Linked DNA regions of Sus scrofa: region 2 is linked to region 1. Evidence: chromatin contacts called from public Hi-C data. All regions are on one chromosome and are shown on one strand. The core of a region is the stretch at or near the end of the contact, and the rest is flanking DNA. Distances in the headings are between cores, read along the strand shown. Region 1 holds the start of C7H6orf136 (chromosome 7 open reading frame, human C6orf136). Region 2 holds the start of NRM (nurim (nuclear envelope membrane protein)).

The links. Hi-C and Micro-C count contacts between places; a contact is called where the count stands out from the background.
Region 2: a contact with region 1 is called in a Hi-C map of skeletal muscle, with 5 times the contacts expected there. The contact joins the promoter of NRM here to the promoter of C7H6orf136 in region 1. A contact is called at or near these places in 4 of 47 Hi-C or Micro-C datasets (fetal liver, heart right ventricle, liver and 1 more) and 1 of 2 datasets of contacts at active chromatin or transcription factors (alveolar macrophages).

What each region holds. Positions count from the first base shown.
Region 1 is chr7:23,182,342-23,188,934 of Sscrofa11.1, forward strand. It overlaps C7H6orf136 (chromosome 7 open reading frame, human C6orf136), which reads left to right and starts at 3,389. Exons shown (of 6, transcript NM_001243459.1): 1 at 3,389-3,557; 2 at 4,847-5,248; 3 at 6,268-6,356; 4 at 6,530-6,593. The coding sequence starts at 3,486. It also overlaps a transcript of ATAT1 not described here.
Region 2 is chr7:23,222,046-23,228,638 of Sscrofa11.1, forward strand. It overlaps NRM (nurim (nuclear envelope membrane protein)), which reads right to left and starts at 3,451. Exons shown (of 4, transcript NM_001123151.1): 1 at 3,319-3,451; 2 at 2,273-2,469; 3 at 1,492-1,668; 4 at 895-1,176. The coding sequence starts at 3,451. The coding sequence ends at 895. It also overlaps a transcript of PPP1R18 not described here.

The sequences.
Region 1 (6,593 bases), core at 2,139-4,638:
TCACCTCTGACTGCTCTTTCTGTTTTTCTCTCTCCCCCATTTTCCCTCTCCCTTCCTCCTGTCCATAACATCCTTCCACAGCTCCCTTCCCCGCTCTGATGAGAGTCGATACTGACAGACAGCTCATCCCACCCCAACCCTTACCCCCTCCCCACCCCGAGAGACCTGGCAGAGACCCCTCTTCCTGAGAACCCCCAACCTGATCTCCCATCACAGCCCCCAGGACCTAGGGGAACCTGACAGAGCCCATGGCATTCCCCCTTCCCTGTCTTGGACAACTGGGTTGTCAGGGTCCCAGCTGGCCTGATACCTTCTAGCTTTTCACAGAAAGCACCCCTCCTCTCCTGACCTGGGCTCTCTACACTCTCCCACACACAGCCTGACCTGCCGCCAGCCTCTTCATTGGGCGGCTCTACTAACTACCCAGAGAAGCACACTCTTGCTTGCTGTCAGATTCTAGAACACCATGGAAGGTCCAAGGGCCTCCTCTGCCAGGGAAACCTTTTAAATTTAGAGTCTTGTCCATGGAATAAGTCCCATAGTCTCTCTACACTGTCTGCTGGTAGCTCTAATACTGCTTTGTGCTACCGACCACAGCCACCATCTCCACCTGCTGACAGCCGCCAGTGAATGAGCCCTGCTGAGAGCAGTCCAGTCAGGTAGGACAGGGACCTACCAACTCCCCAGAGGGATCACTCAACATTGCCAAACACTTAATTTCCACATGTTCTGTGTATGTGTCAGGGGACCCCCAAGCTTATGTCTGCTTTGGGCCTCTAAAGACTCGCCACACTTTTAACAGACACCACCACTTCCCCCAGATCCAGGTTCTGTAAGGGAGTTTGCTTCTTGGCGTCAATCCCAGCCAGCACCCCAGGGTCACTCTTGGCCGAGTTCCAGAAGCTAAGCCTGAGTCTCCAGGCTCTATTAGCTTCTGGAACACCCTCTTGCAGCCATCCCTCCCCGGAAGCTAGATGCCGATAGATTCCTGTCTCGTGAGATTGTCTTGAGATGAGGCGGGGGAGCTCTTCCCCTAGCCTTCCTTCCTTCCTCCATAGCAAGAGCCTTCCTCCCTGCTCCACACCCAGAGTGGACAACACCCTTCCCTCTCCCGACCCTCTGAATGTGTGCTAGATCAGGTACCCCTGCTGTGTTCCCCCAAATCCTTGGGAGCAGGATCTCCCTCTCTTCTGACTCACCCCTCCTTTTTCTTCTTCCTCTCAGTGTTGTCTGAATAAAGTGTGAATTCTTTTGTGTTTTTTAAATGGACATTTTCAATGAAAAAACTTCAAAAAAAAAAAAAAACCCCAAACCTTTAAGGTCTCAGCCTCATTTGTACGTCACCCCTTATTTTCCACCCCTTATTTTCCTGGGATCTCAGGACCTCTGTCCCTCTCTCTTCCTCACCTCTCAGATCTGCAGATCTTCCAGCAAGGAGTCTCAGAGTCCCTTTTGCAGGATCTGGTGTCTTCATTGCTGGATCTTCTGCAGATTCTGTCTCTTCTACTGTAGTCACTGGATCCCACTGTTGCAGGCATCTACATCTACTGCTCCATCCTCTGCAGAAACCTCTAGCTCTCCCTGATAACTCCTACCCTTTACCCAAGGCTAGCCCTTGCTGAGATGTTAAGATTTACCAATGCCTCTGGAATCCACTAATTGCCTCCTGACAACAGTCCCCTAATTGTTTCCTGGATTCCTGTTCCCACTCTGATTTCCTGGCCTCTCTCTCACTAAACCCTTGGATCTCTTTCTCAAGATAATCCTTGTCCTCCTAAATTCATCCTTGTCACTCCCTGTTTCCCTCCGGCTGAGGTATCTGATAATTAAGGTAACCATGTTTTCCAAACCAAACATCAGGGCACCTGGTCCAACAAAATTTTTTTTGCCTATATTTGTATCTGTTTTTATGATATGATTTAGATCACATTTAGCCTTACTTTTAACACATTACCTCAATCAGAAATAAAAAAGCAGCAAATCAGGACTGCTCCAGGAAATCTTGGGGTATAAAGTGAGCTCCCTTCCCTTCTTTGGGACACAACTTAGATTAAAGCCCCATAGGAATGATGACCACCCCTCCCTCTATTCCTATGCTGTTGCTTTTATTCTTCTCCTCTTAATTCCTCCGTACCCACCCATATTTCATCCTGTGGCCCTCTTCCCCATCATCTCACATTTCTTCTACAGGGGGACTCCCCCAGGGCTGGTAGCCCAAAGCTGCTGTTATAGCCGCCATGGGCAGGTGAATTCCTCACCCCCCAATACAGGTAAGTTACTCATCTTCTTACCCTCAAATCAAGGCCATATTCACAACCTCCTCCAGACTTCCCATACACATGCCTGGTATTTCCACAGGCAGCCAAGAACTGAAGCAGGGGGAGCAGGAAACAGAGAATAGGTGAGGTCTGAGCCCCTCCCCTACCAGCCTCCCACCGCCTCAGACTTCTTTCCCAACATCACTCTCGGCTGCTTCCTCCTAAATCTCACTCTGAATTGAGTATCAGTTCCTCCCACAAAGCCTTTGACCTAACATCCTACAAGCCTCTTTCCCCCTAGGTTCAACTTCACTGCTTCCCTTTGGCGTTCTCTGAGGGGTTTCAAGTTGGGACATAGCACTAATGGTTCCAGCCTCATACCCCATCACATGTCCTTTACACTAGACCGACAGACTTTGAAGAAGCTGTGATATTAATTCTCACTGTGTACCCCGGTAACCCACTCTCTATCTCCCTCCCCGCCTACTAGGTCTGCCAGTGAGGAGCAGGTCTTGTCACAGGATGGGTCTGGGGAAGAACCCTTGCACACAGTTCCTCCACAGGCCCAGGCTCCACCAGCCCGGTCCTGGACAATGGGTGGGGACATGTTCAACGCCAGGTTCATTCGAAACTTGCAGGAAAGTCGCAGTACCAGGCCTTGGTGACCACAGCTCCCTCTCACACCTTTAAAGTCAGTATTATTTCTCTCTCACACACAGGACGTAGCCAAAGCTTACCCTCACAGTGGATATATCCATCCTTTCATTCATTGGACAGGCGTTCTTATCAGTGCCAAGTCATTTGTATCTTATTTTTAACCACAGAAATAAAGTATTTATTTTTATCACAAGAGTTAATGAAAAATGCGACTGTCATTATTTCAAACCCACCCCTCATTCGTGGCACACCCTGCTCAGCCCCATCATCTCCGACTTTTGCGCAAGCGCCGCAGGTGAGAGCCTTGCTCAAGGCCGCTAATCCACTGCGCAAGCGCTCTTGAGGCAGCCTCCGATCCGGCTAGCGCAGGCGCACTTACTGCAGATCAGCGCCTCACCGCCTCCCTGGAACCCGCCGCAGTGCGCAAGCGCGCAACATCTCGGTTTCCCTCCCCTCAGTCCCTCACCCCCCCTCCTTTCCCCTTCAAGAAGCCGGCTCCGGGGCGCGCTCACCCCTGTGAGGAGGCCGGAGACCGGACACCAGAGGCGCTCTCTCCACTCCCGGAAGATCATGTACCAGCCCAGCCGGGGGGCGGCCCGGCGTCTCGGCTCCTGCCTCCGTGCCTATCAGGCTCGTCCCCAGGTGAGAGCAGAGAGGAAGCGGGAGGGGAGGGGAGAGGAGGGGGCGGGGAGAGACCCTCCTCAGAGCCGGGGCGGAGCGCGCGTCCCGTTCTGCGCAGGCGCGGTGACGTCCCACTATTCCTTCCCACCTGTGCCCAGCGGCGCGTGGAGGGGCGAGGGGTCGCGGGGACGCGAGGTTGGCGTCGCCAGCCCTGATGCGCAATGGGCTGCGCGTTTTCCCGGGTCTGCGGAGGCAGGCGGGGTTGAAGCTGGGGCGGCGGGGCTCGTCCGCATTTCGCCCGCGTCTCTGCGGTTACCTGTGTCTGGAGGTGATTTGAAGGGCAGGGGGCGGAGAGGTTCGCGTTGCCGCCCAGGAGCCGACCAGACGGACCTGCGGGCCGCGCTGTGCAGCCCGCGCATCTTGCACCCGGATAGCGGTCCCGGCGGGAAGGCCGGCCCAGGTGGACCCGGTTCAGGCCCCTGCGCCTGGGCGGGCAAGATGGCCACGCCCCCGGCGGAGACGGCGCCACCGGGACACGGTCGGGGACGGAGGTACCTGCGCGGCCCGCCCGTCCCCCCCTAGATAATGAGACCCCTAGAGGTTTTCTTGGGAGCTTAGGCCTGATTTGGGGTAACCTCCCCCTTATTGATGTTTCACCGTCAGTAAACCAGGTCCATCCAGCCTTTAACAGTCTCCTGGGCTTTTCCGTGTCATTAGAGGAGCCCAGATGATGAGCTTACATTTATATATTGCTTTACAGGAGGCAGTTTTATTTATATTTATTATCTCATATAGTCCTCATAATAACTCTGTGGCTTCACAGTTCTCGTTTATAGGACATTTAATGGAAACTCAGGCTTAGGGAATGAGAGTGCCTGAAGGTTGCATACAGAATTGGAACTCAAGTCTCCTAGTTCCAGTTGGATGTTCTTTTCTCTATACATCTGCCTCACACACTCGTGGAGCTGTGTTACAGGCCACATCATTTTATCTATGAGACCTGTTAATTCATTCATTTGGTCATTCTTCAAATGTGGATTCTTGCACATTTGAGAGAGGCAAACTTGCCCCCAAATAATGTTGAAATCTTAAATCTAAAGTTAATTGCTAATGTTTGGGAGAGGCATTTGTACTTTTGTCACAAGAAAGTGTTTCCTCTTAAGTAGAGATGGAGATGAATTTTTCCTCTAGTAATTCCATCTCGTGTCAGGAAGAGCAAGTGGGATCGGAAGCGTGTTAACGGGCAGTTTGGATGGAGGGGCATTATGTAGCTGCATTTTTATCTTTCTCCCTTTTTTTCTCCTCCCTAGGACCAGCTTTCTCCAAGGGCTCTACCATTCCCACCCCTTTGGCCCCACTCCACCACAACCATTTCTCCATCTTTGCCTCTTCTCTGGTCTCCCCCACCGCCACGCCCTCCCACCCAGCCTCTTCCCCGAGCTCCCTCACTACCCCTCCCTCAGGTCCAAGCCCTCACCTCACCATGGGTGGTTCAGCCCCCAGGACAGGTGGAGGAGGGACCAGGACCCGAGTTACATAGCGGCTGCCTGGATGGGCTTAGGAGCCTATTTGAGGGACCTCCCTTCCCCTGTCCTGGGGCTCTGATACCTTTCCAAGCCCCTGGGACCGCCCACCCTTCCCCTGCCACTCCTTCAGGAGATCCAAGTATGGAGGAGCACCTGGCTATCATGTATGAGAGACTGAGACAAGAGGTAAGTTGGGTCAAAAGCAGTCTTTAGGAGTTCTTGCTGTGGTGCAGTGGGTTAAGAATCCAACTATAGTGGCTTGGGGTCACTGTGGAGGTGTGGGTTTAAGCCTGGCCAGTGCAGTGGGTTAAAGGTACTGGTGATGCCGCAGCTGCCGCCTGGATTCAGTCCCTGGCCTGGAAACGTCCATATGCTGCAGGTGTAGCCATTAACAAAAAAAGTTGTCTTTATCCAAAATGGGAGGGGATATAGGTATTCTTAAAAACAGGGAGTTGGTCAACTGAATTCTTTCTTGGAACCATGAGGCAGGCATAGAAATATGTTTTAGAAGTTCCCGTCGTGGCGCAGTGGTTAACGAATCCGACTAGGAACCATGAGGTTGCGGGTTCGGTCCCTGTCCTTGCTCAGTGGGTTAACGATCCAGCGTTGCTGTGAGCTGTGGTGAGGATCACAGACGCGGCTCGGATCCCGCGTTGCTGTGGCTCTGGCGTAGGCCGGTGGCTACAGCTCCGATTGGACCCCTAGCCTGGGAACCTCCATATGCCGCGGGAACGGCCCAAGAAATAGCAAAAAGACAATTAAAAAGAAAAAAAGAAAGAAATATGTTTTAAACACTTCCCAGAGTTCCTGTTGTGGCTCAGGGGTAATGAATCGGACTAGTGTCTGTGAGGTTTGATTCATGACGGCAGGTTTGATCTCTGGTCCTGCTCCGTGGGTTAAGGATCCAGCATTGCTATGAGTGGTGATGCAGGTGCAGACGTGGCTCGGATCCCAAGTGGCTGTGGCCGTGGGTAGTCTAGCGGCTAATTCAGCCCCTAGACTGGGAACCTATGTATACTACAGGTGTGGCCCTAAACAAAAAAACAGTTCCCAAGGAAAGATGCCCCTGTTTGGATTAAGGAAGTTAAACATGGTATGAGATGGCCTTTCACTCAGGAATATTTAGGAACCACTAAATGTGGAAAACTGAGAAACAGGATTGTATTATCTTTCTTGCTGTTCTGATGCCCTCTTCTTTCACCTAGCTTCCCAATCTCTTCCTTCACTCCCACGACTACACTCTCTACTCTTCAGATGTGGAATTCATCAATGAGATCCTGAACATGCGTACCAAGTGAGAATCCGTGAACGGGGAGGGCCTTGGGGAGGAAAAGTCCCCATTGCCATTTCCATCCATTAGAGAAGGTCCCAGCCTGCTTCTCACAGCTGTCCCTCATTCCTCTGTCAGACCAGTTTGGTTTTCAGATTCTGCTATCATGAGATTTCTTTCCCATCCCTTTCTTCCAGGGGCCGGACATGGTACATTCTGTCACTGACCCTCTGCCGCTTCCTGGCCTGGAACTATTTTGCA
Region 2 (6,593 bases), core at 2,201-4,700, 40 kb after region 1:
TCGGAAGCCAAAGGTTTCGGAAGCTCGCTTTCTTACCCGAGCCGCTGTCCCCACTCTTCAGCTTCAACCTGTCTCCTGCCGGGGCCCCCAAATCTGCAGCGAGGAAATTGGGGGATTTGAAGGAGGGGTGGGTCCTTTGGGAGTGGCCGCCGCCCAGCGGTCGCCAGAGGGCGCGGCGGATGCCTTGACTCGGGCTTGGCTCGCCTGTCCTTCCCAGAATCAGCCCTGCAGCTTGAGAGGCACTGGACAGACTGCATGCTACATGTAGAAAAACCAGGCTGGATTTTATTTTCTTGTAGCGCGAGTTCCTCGGGAGAGCAGGGAGCACTTAGTCACCTGAATTAAGAGCGGGAGAATCTGCCCAACTAAGTTCGAGGATAGAGCCCAAGGGCAAGGGCCTATGGAGCTGGAGAGGCCAGGCGGTGGGGCTGGCCTGCAGCTGCAAGGCCTGGAGCCTGGGGTGGGGGGGTGGGGGGCAGCCTCTATTGTCAAACTTGCAGACCTTGGTCCAGCTTCTAGGAGGTGGAGCAAGATGTGGGAAGAGAATCCCTGAGGCGCAGAGGCGAGTAACAGGGCCAGGGGATTGGTCAGGCCAGGCCCTTCTCCTTGTAAGGAGGTTGTAAACGGAGGGTCAAGCCCTAAACTATGAGGAGAAAGATAAAGTTTCCCACTCCCTCTTCCTGGCTGGTGAGAAGTGGACCTTGGCGTCCAGTAGCTGAAACTCAATTTAGGGTCTAGAGCTGGACCCAAGAAGGAGAGGCTTAAGCAGGGGAAGGGACAGGTCCTTCAGTCCTTGGATTTGGGTCTCTGGTCTGAAGCAGACAGGTCCTGGATGAGAAGGGGTTTGGAATTGGAGGGAGAGGAAGTGTAGGGCTTGGAACCAGGGTTAGCTTCTCACTCAGCCTCCCCATCCTGGGGCCGGGAGAGCAGGTGGAGTTTTCTTTGCAGCTGGGCCCGGAGGTAGCGGAGGTCTTGCTGGTCAAGTCCGTGAGCCAGGCCCAGGTAGAGGGTAAGGAGGAGAGCAAGAAGGAGGCGGTCAGTGCCCAGAGTGGGCACCACCCAGAGCACTGTCAGCAGCTCCACGCACACGGGGTGGCGCAGGTGAGAGAAGAGTCTCAGAGCTCGGGGAGACTTCAGGGCCAGGGGCTCACCCAGCCCCAGCACGTGGTAGTACACCTGGGAGAGGGAGAACGGCTTAGAAGTGGACTCAAGCCCTTGTCACAACTTGGCTGCCTCTTTCCTCCCCTTCCAGGCACCCTCCTTCTATAACTCAGGTTCAATCCAAGAACCACCCCTCTGAGACTTGGGCCCCTGAATTTTCCCCAGGTCCAGAAGAGCCATGGTTTCTGGCCTTTGGGGGGAGACTATCTTACAAGAAAGGGAGGCGAGGGAGTCAAAAGCAAGAGGAAGGAGGAGGAGGGACATCCTTGGAAGGGAAAGAGGTGTTCTGGAAAGAATCAGAGGTCTCAGGGAGGGATCTGGGAGCCTCACCTGTTTGAGGCCCATGAGTTCTGCGTAGTCAAAGACGAGAAGGATGCTGAAGATGAGGAGCCAGGAAATGACGTGGAGCACAAAGCAGAGGAGGGGCACCCAGGTGGCCCATGGCTCGGCCTGAGCCTCCCACAATACCGGGCCCCTGGGTACAGGCTCCCAGTACCGCATCACCAGCTGAAGAAGGATGAGGGGGTGGGTATCCGAGCAGCCCACTCCTGAAAGACCTAGACCCAGAGGCTGCCCCCACCCCAGGCTGACCTCCTGCTTTCCCACCTCCACTGTGAAAATTTTCGCCAAGGGGAGGGGGCTGGGTGGGATCCCAAGGATGTAAGGATGACTCCTCTCTACTCTGAGGAGTTACAGAATGGATGTGAGTAACCAGATAGGGTCACAAAGTAGCCTATGCCAAGCACCCACTGGGAAGACAGATGAGTAGCAACTGGGAAGCCTTCTTTGAAACCTAGGGAGGTGGTTGTGAAGAAAGGATGGGACTGAAGAGGAGCGAACAAGGGTATCTCAAGCAGGACAACAGGAACAAAGTTGCAAGGGTGAGAATGCACATATCGTGCTCGGGGAATGACAAGCAGTACATCCTTCTTGATAAAAAGTAGGATTTGTGCTGTGGAGGAATGGAAGCTGAGGTTACAGTCCTGAACACCTTCAGTTCTCCTCCTCAATCCACATTTTATCAGAAAACCTAAGGCCCTTGCCTTGCCAATGGACAGCATCTTTCCCACAGACTGTTTCCCTTGGGGACTTAGTTGCCAGGGCTCCATACCTGCAAGGCCAGGGCAGTGCATGCCACGTACAGTGACCTCTGAAGGACCCCAAAGTACCGGGACATCCATGCTTTCACTGTCTCAGTTGCCATGAGGCTGTGCTGCCCCACAAATAGTAGCAGGAGCCCCAGATCCCAAGCCAGAGGGACCAAGATGCTTTGGTCCTGCAGGGCAGCCAGCCAGCCCTGGCGAGCATCTAGCGGGAGTTGGAAAAACGGACACAAATCAAGAAGATGGTGGGCAACACTCCTGACCCTTATTTCATCTTAGGACCACATCCCTTAATGTTTTCAAGAGCCTAATGCTTCCTCTCTAGGCTTTGCCCACCTCACTTTTCTTTTTTGTTTTGTTTTCTTTTTAGGGCCATACCTGTGGCATACGGAAGTTCCTGGGCTAGGGGTAGCCTTGGAGCTGCACTGCAGACCTACACCATAGCCACGGCAACATCAGATCTGAGCTAGATCTGTAACCCACGCTGCAGCTTACACCACCAGAGCCTTCACCCACTGACTAAGGGATCCAACCCGCACCCTCACGGATACTATGTCAGGTTCCTAATCCACTGAGCCACAAGAGGAACTCCCCACCTCATTTTTCTTCCCTCTTGTTTCCTGTTTTTCTTCCCTGTTTCTTCCCTCTTCCCCAGACCTCCTTCAGAGGAAAAGGATTCGTGTTGGATAGTCATGAAACGCATGGCTGCAGAGGCCACCCACTGTTGGACTGCCCTTCTTGTTTCAGTTCTCCTAATACTCCCTCTTTATAACACTCTTCTCCTTAGTCCTCTTTACGAAGCACTTTCATTGGAATACTCTCTTCATCGCCCTTTCCCTCCCCCTCAGCCTCACTCTCCCGCCTCTCCAAACCGCTAATCCCTGGGTTCCCAATTTAGCCCTTTGGTCTCCACTGCAGCTCCTCGGCGGCTTTCACGGTTCCAGTTCCCTCTCCTGGACTTCCCCTGTCATTTGTCTCCAAACCCCGCCCCCGCTCCCTCGGCTCCGGCTCCACCCCCCTACCCCAGAGCTCGTCCTCGGCCCCTCCCGCTCACCCGGACCACCAGACTCCGGGATCCCTCCAAGAAGTGGCCGAAGGGAGGTAAAGCGCACGAACTCCACTCCGGTGCCAAAGGCCAGGATGAAAGATGCGAGGGCAGCAGGGACGAGGAGCAGTGCAGGGGCCATGGCGAGAAACAGAGGTGGGGAAAGGGGCGGGTTTGGGATTCCCGCGGCTGCAGGCCCCGCCCCGGACCCGCCTCCCGCCGGGGACCTCGCCCAGGAGGGCGGGGCTCCTGCGCGCGGGCGTCCGGGCTTCCGGCAGGCGCGCGCGCGGTTCTCCACCACCAGGCTGCAGGATGGATCCCCGGGAGCCTGCGATCTCCGCGTCACAGAAGGGAATGTTAGAATCCCAAGTGAGAGGTGAAAAGGGCAAGGGCTGTGCAGTCACTCACGTGGCTTGATTCCACAGCTCGGCTAGTTTTCGCATCTAAAATGAAGTCAATTCCTCTTTTGAAGGATTCTTGCAGAAACAGAGCATTATGAACCCCCTTTCCTTCAATAGCTTTGATAGAAAATAGCCAGAGTGAGAGGTCACAAAGCCTCAGTTAACACTTTAATAATGAAAGGTGAGAGAACAGAAGACTGTTGACCCAGGCTGAGAACCCACAGCTCTGAATCACCTATTATATCTTGCTGGATGAAAGAGTTACTATTTTACCACAAATTAATGCTTATTCTATAACTTACTGTTGAGTTGTTCCTCTCTGTTTGCTAAAGGCAGAGAAGTTGTCTGTACCACTGAAAGATTTGTTCTAATAATGCCAAAGGCTATTGCTTTGTAACTATGAGAGTAACAATGTTAAAGTATTTGATAGAAAATTTTATTACAGTTGTAAACCTTGTAGGTTAATTTCATCCAAGCTGTGATAATTAACTACCTATGACTTTAGCCTTCAACCTCATTAATTTGACTCCACAAGTCAGAAACCTCAAAGATATTTTGTTAAGTTTTTCCTATACTCCTGTTTGTAATTCCTACAGACTACCATTTACATCGAAAAATCAAACTCCAGGAGTTCCCGTCATGGCTCAGTGGTTAACAAATACGACTAGGAACCATGGGGTTGCAGGTTCGATCCCTGGCCTTGCTCAGTGGGTTAAGAATCCGGCGTTGCCGTGAGCTGTGGTGTAGGTCAAAGACATGGCTCGGATCCCATGTTGCCGTGGCTTTGGTGTAGGCCGGCAACTACAGCTCTGATTAGACCCCTAGCCTGGGAACTTCCATATGCCGTGGGAGCAGCCTTAGAAAAGACAAAAAATAAAATAAAATAAAAAATAAAAATCAAACTCCAGGGAGTTCCCATGGTGGCTCAGTGGGTTATGAACCCGACTAGTATCAATGAGGATGTGGGTTTGACCCCTGGCCTTGCTCAGTGAGTTAAGGATCTGGCGTTGCTGCGAGCTCTGGTGTAGGCCAGCAGCTGTAGCTCCGATTAGACCCCTAGCCTGGGAACCTCCATATGCCATGGGTGTGGCCCTAAAAAGACAAAAAAAAAAAAAAAAAAGCTGCTAGTCCTGTGGGCTCAGGGATGATGAAATTGCTGGAGAGCATCCCACAGACTAACTTCATTCTCCTCCCTCCCACTCTCCTCTGAATCAACGCTACTGTATACTGTACCAGATACCCTGTTTTCCCTTCTGATTCACTCTCTCCATCCTGCTGCCTCAGGAAGTTGTCCTGAATTGACTACATCAATGAAAATCAAAGCATTTGAGGGAAACCTCTCTGTGTAACTGTTCCCTCCTCTCCAATTTTTTGGGTTTAAAGGTGGTCACAACAGAGCTGTGGATACTGGGGTATTTCATTATTCTTTGTGATTTCTCTTTAATTTTCACTTCATTAAATAAACTCTCCAAATTATCCTAATTTGTGCCATCGTTTCCTGTTACGATCCTGAAACTTTTATACACAATGTACAAGCCGTAGGATTCATGGGAAGCATTAGAAAAGATCTTTATTCTCTAGAAATTTAAATGCGAGCAGTCCCATTAGACAGCAGGTGCTGTAAGGCACCCAGTGGACCTCAAGGACAGTTTTGCACAGTACAAGGCTTTGAGCAAATACAAGGGGACTAATATTTGTTTGGGTCCTACAGCGTGGCACACCCACAATGGCTGTACTTAATAAATATTGTGAGATTAGGAACTGGGACTTCCCTGGTGGCACAGCAGGTTAAGGATCTGGCGTGGCTGCTGTGGCTCCGGTTGCCCCAGAACTTCCAAGTGCCATGGGCGTGATGGAGGAGCCAGCACAGTGTTTGACAAAGCTCACGCTATTTCTACTACAATGAAAATTTCCGAACTTAAATATAACTTACCTGCAGTAAAGTGCACAAAACTAATCAGCATTTTTAAAAAAACTGAAATACACATACACCATGATATAACCATTTTATTTTATTTATTTATTTTTTTTATTTTATTTTTTTGTCTTTTTGCTATTTCTTTGGGCCGCTCCCACGGCATATGGAGGTTCCCGGCTAGGGGTCGAATCGGAGCTGTAGCCACTGGCCTACGCCAGAGCCACAGCAACGTGGGATCCGAGCCGCGTCTGCAACCTACACCACAGCTCACGGCAACGCCGGATCGTTAACCCACTGAGCAAGGGCAGGGACCGAACCCGCAACCTCATGGTTCCTAGTCGGATTCGTTAACCACTGCGCCACGACGGGAACTCCGATATAACCATTTTAAAGATAACAGTCCAGGAGTTCCTGTTGTGGCACAGTGGAAATGAATCAGACTAGGAACCATGAAGTTGCGGATTCAATCCCTGGCCTTGCTCAGTGGGTTAAGGATCCGGCGACGCCATGAGCTGTGGTGTAGGTTGCAGATGAGGCTCGGATCCAGCATTGCTTTAGGTTGTGGTGTAGGCCGGCGGCTACAGCTCCTATTAGACTCCTGGCCTGGGAACCTCCATATGCTGAAGGTGTGGCCCTAAAAGGACAAAAGACAAAAAATAATGATAACAGTCTAGAGGAGTTCCCATTGTGGCTCAGCAGTTAGTGAACCCGACTAACATCCATGAGGACATGAGTTCAATCCCTGGCTGTGCTCAGTGAGTTAGGGACCCGGCGTTGCTGTGAACTGCGTGTGTAGGTCGCAGATGAGGCTTGGATCCAGCATTGTTTTGGCTTGTGGGGTAGGCCTGCAGCTACAGCTCCAATTTAACCCCTAGCCTGGGGACCTCCATATGCCACTGGTGAGGTCCTAAAAGACAAAAAGGCAATAAATAAATAAATAGATAATAGTCCAGAGTCATTTAGAA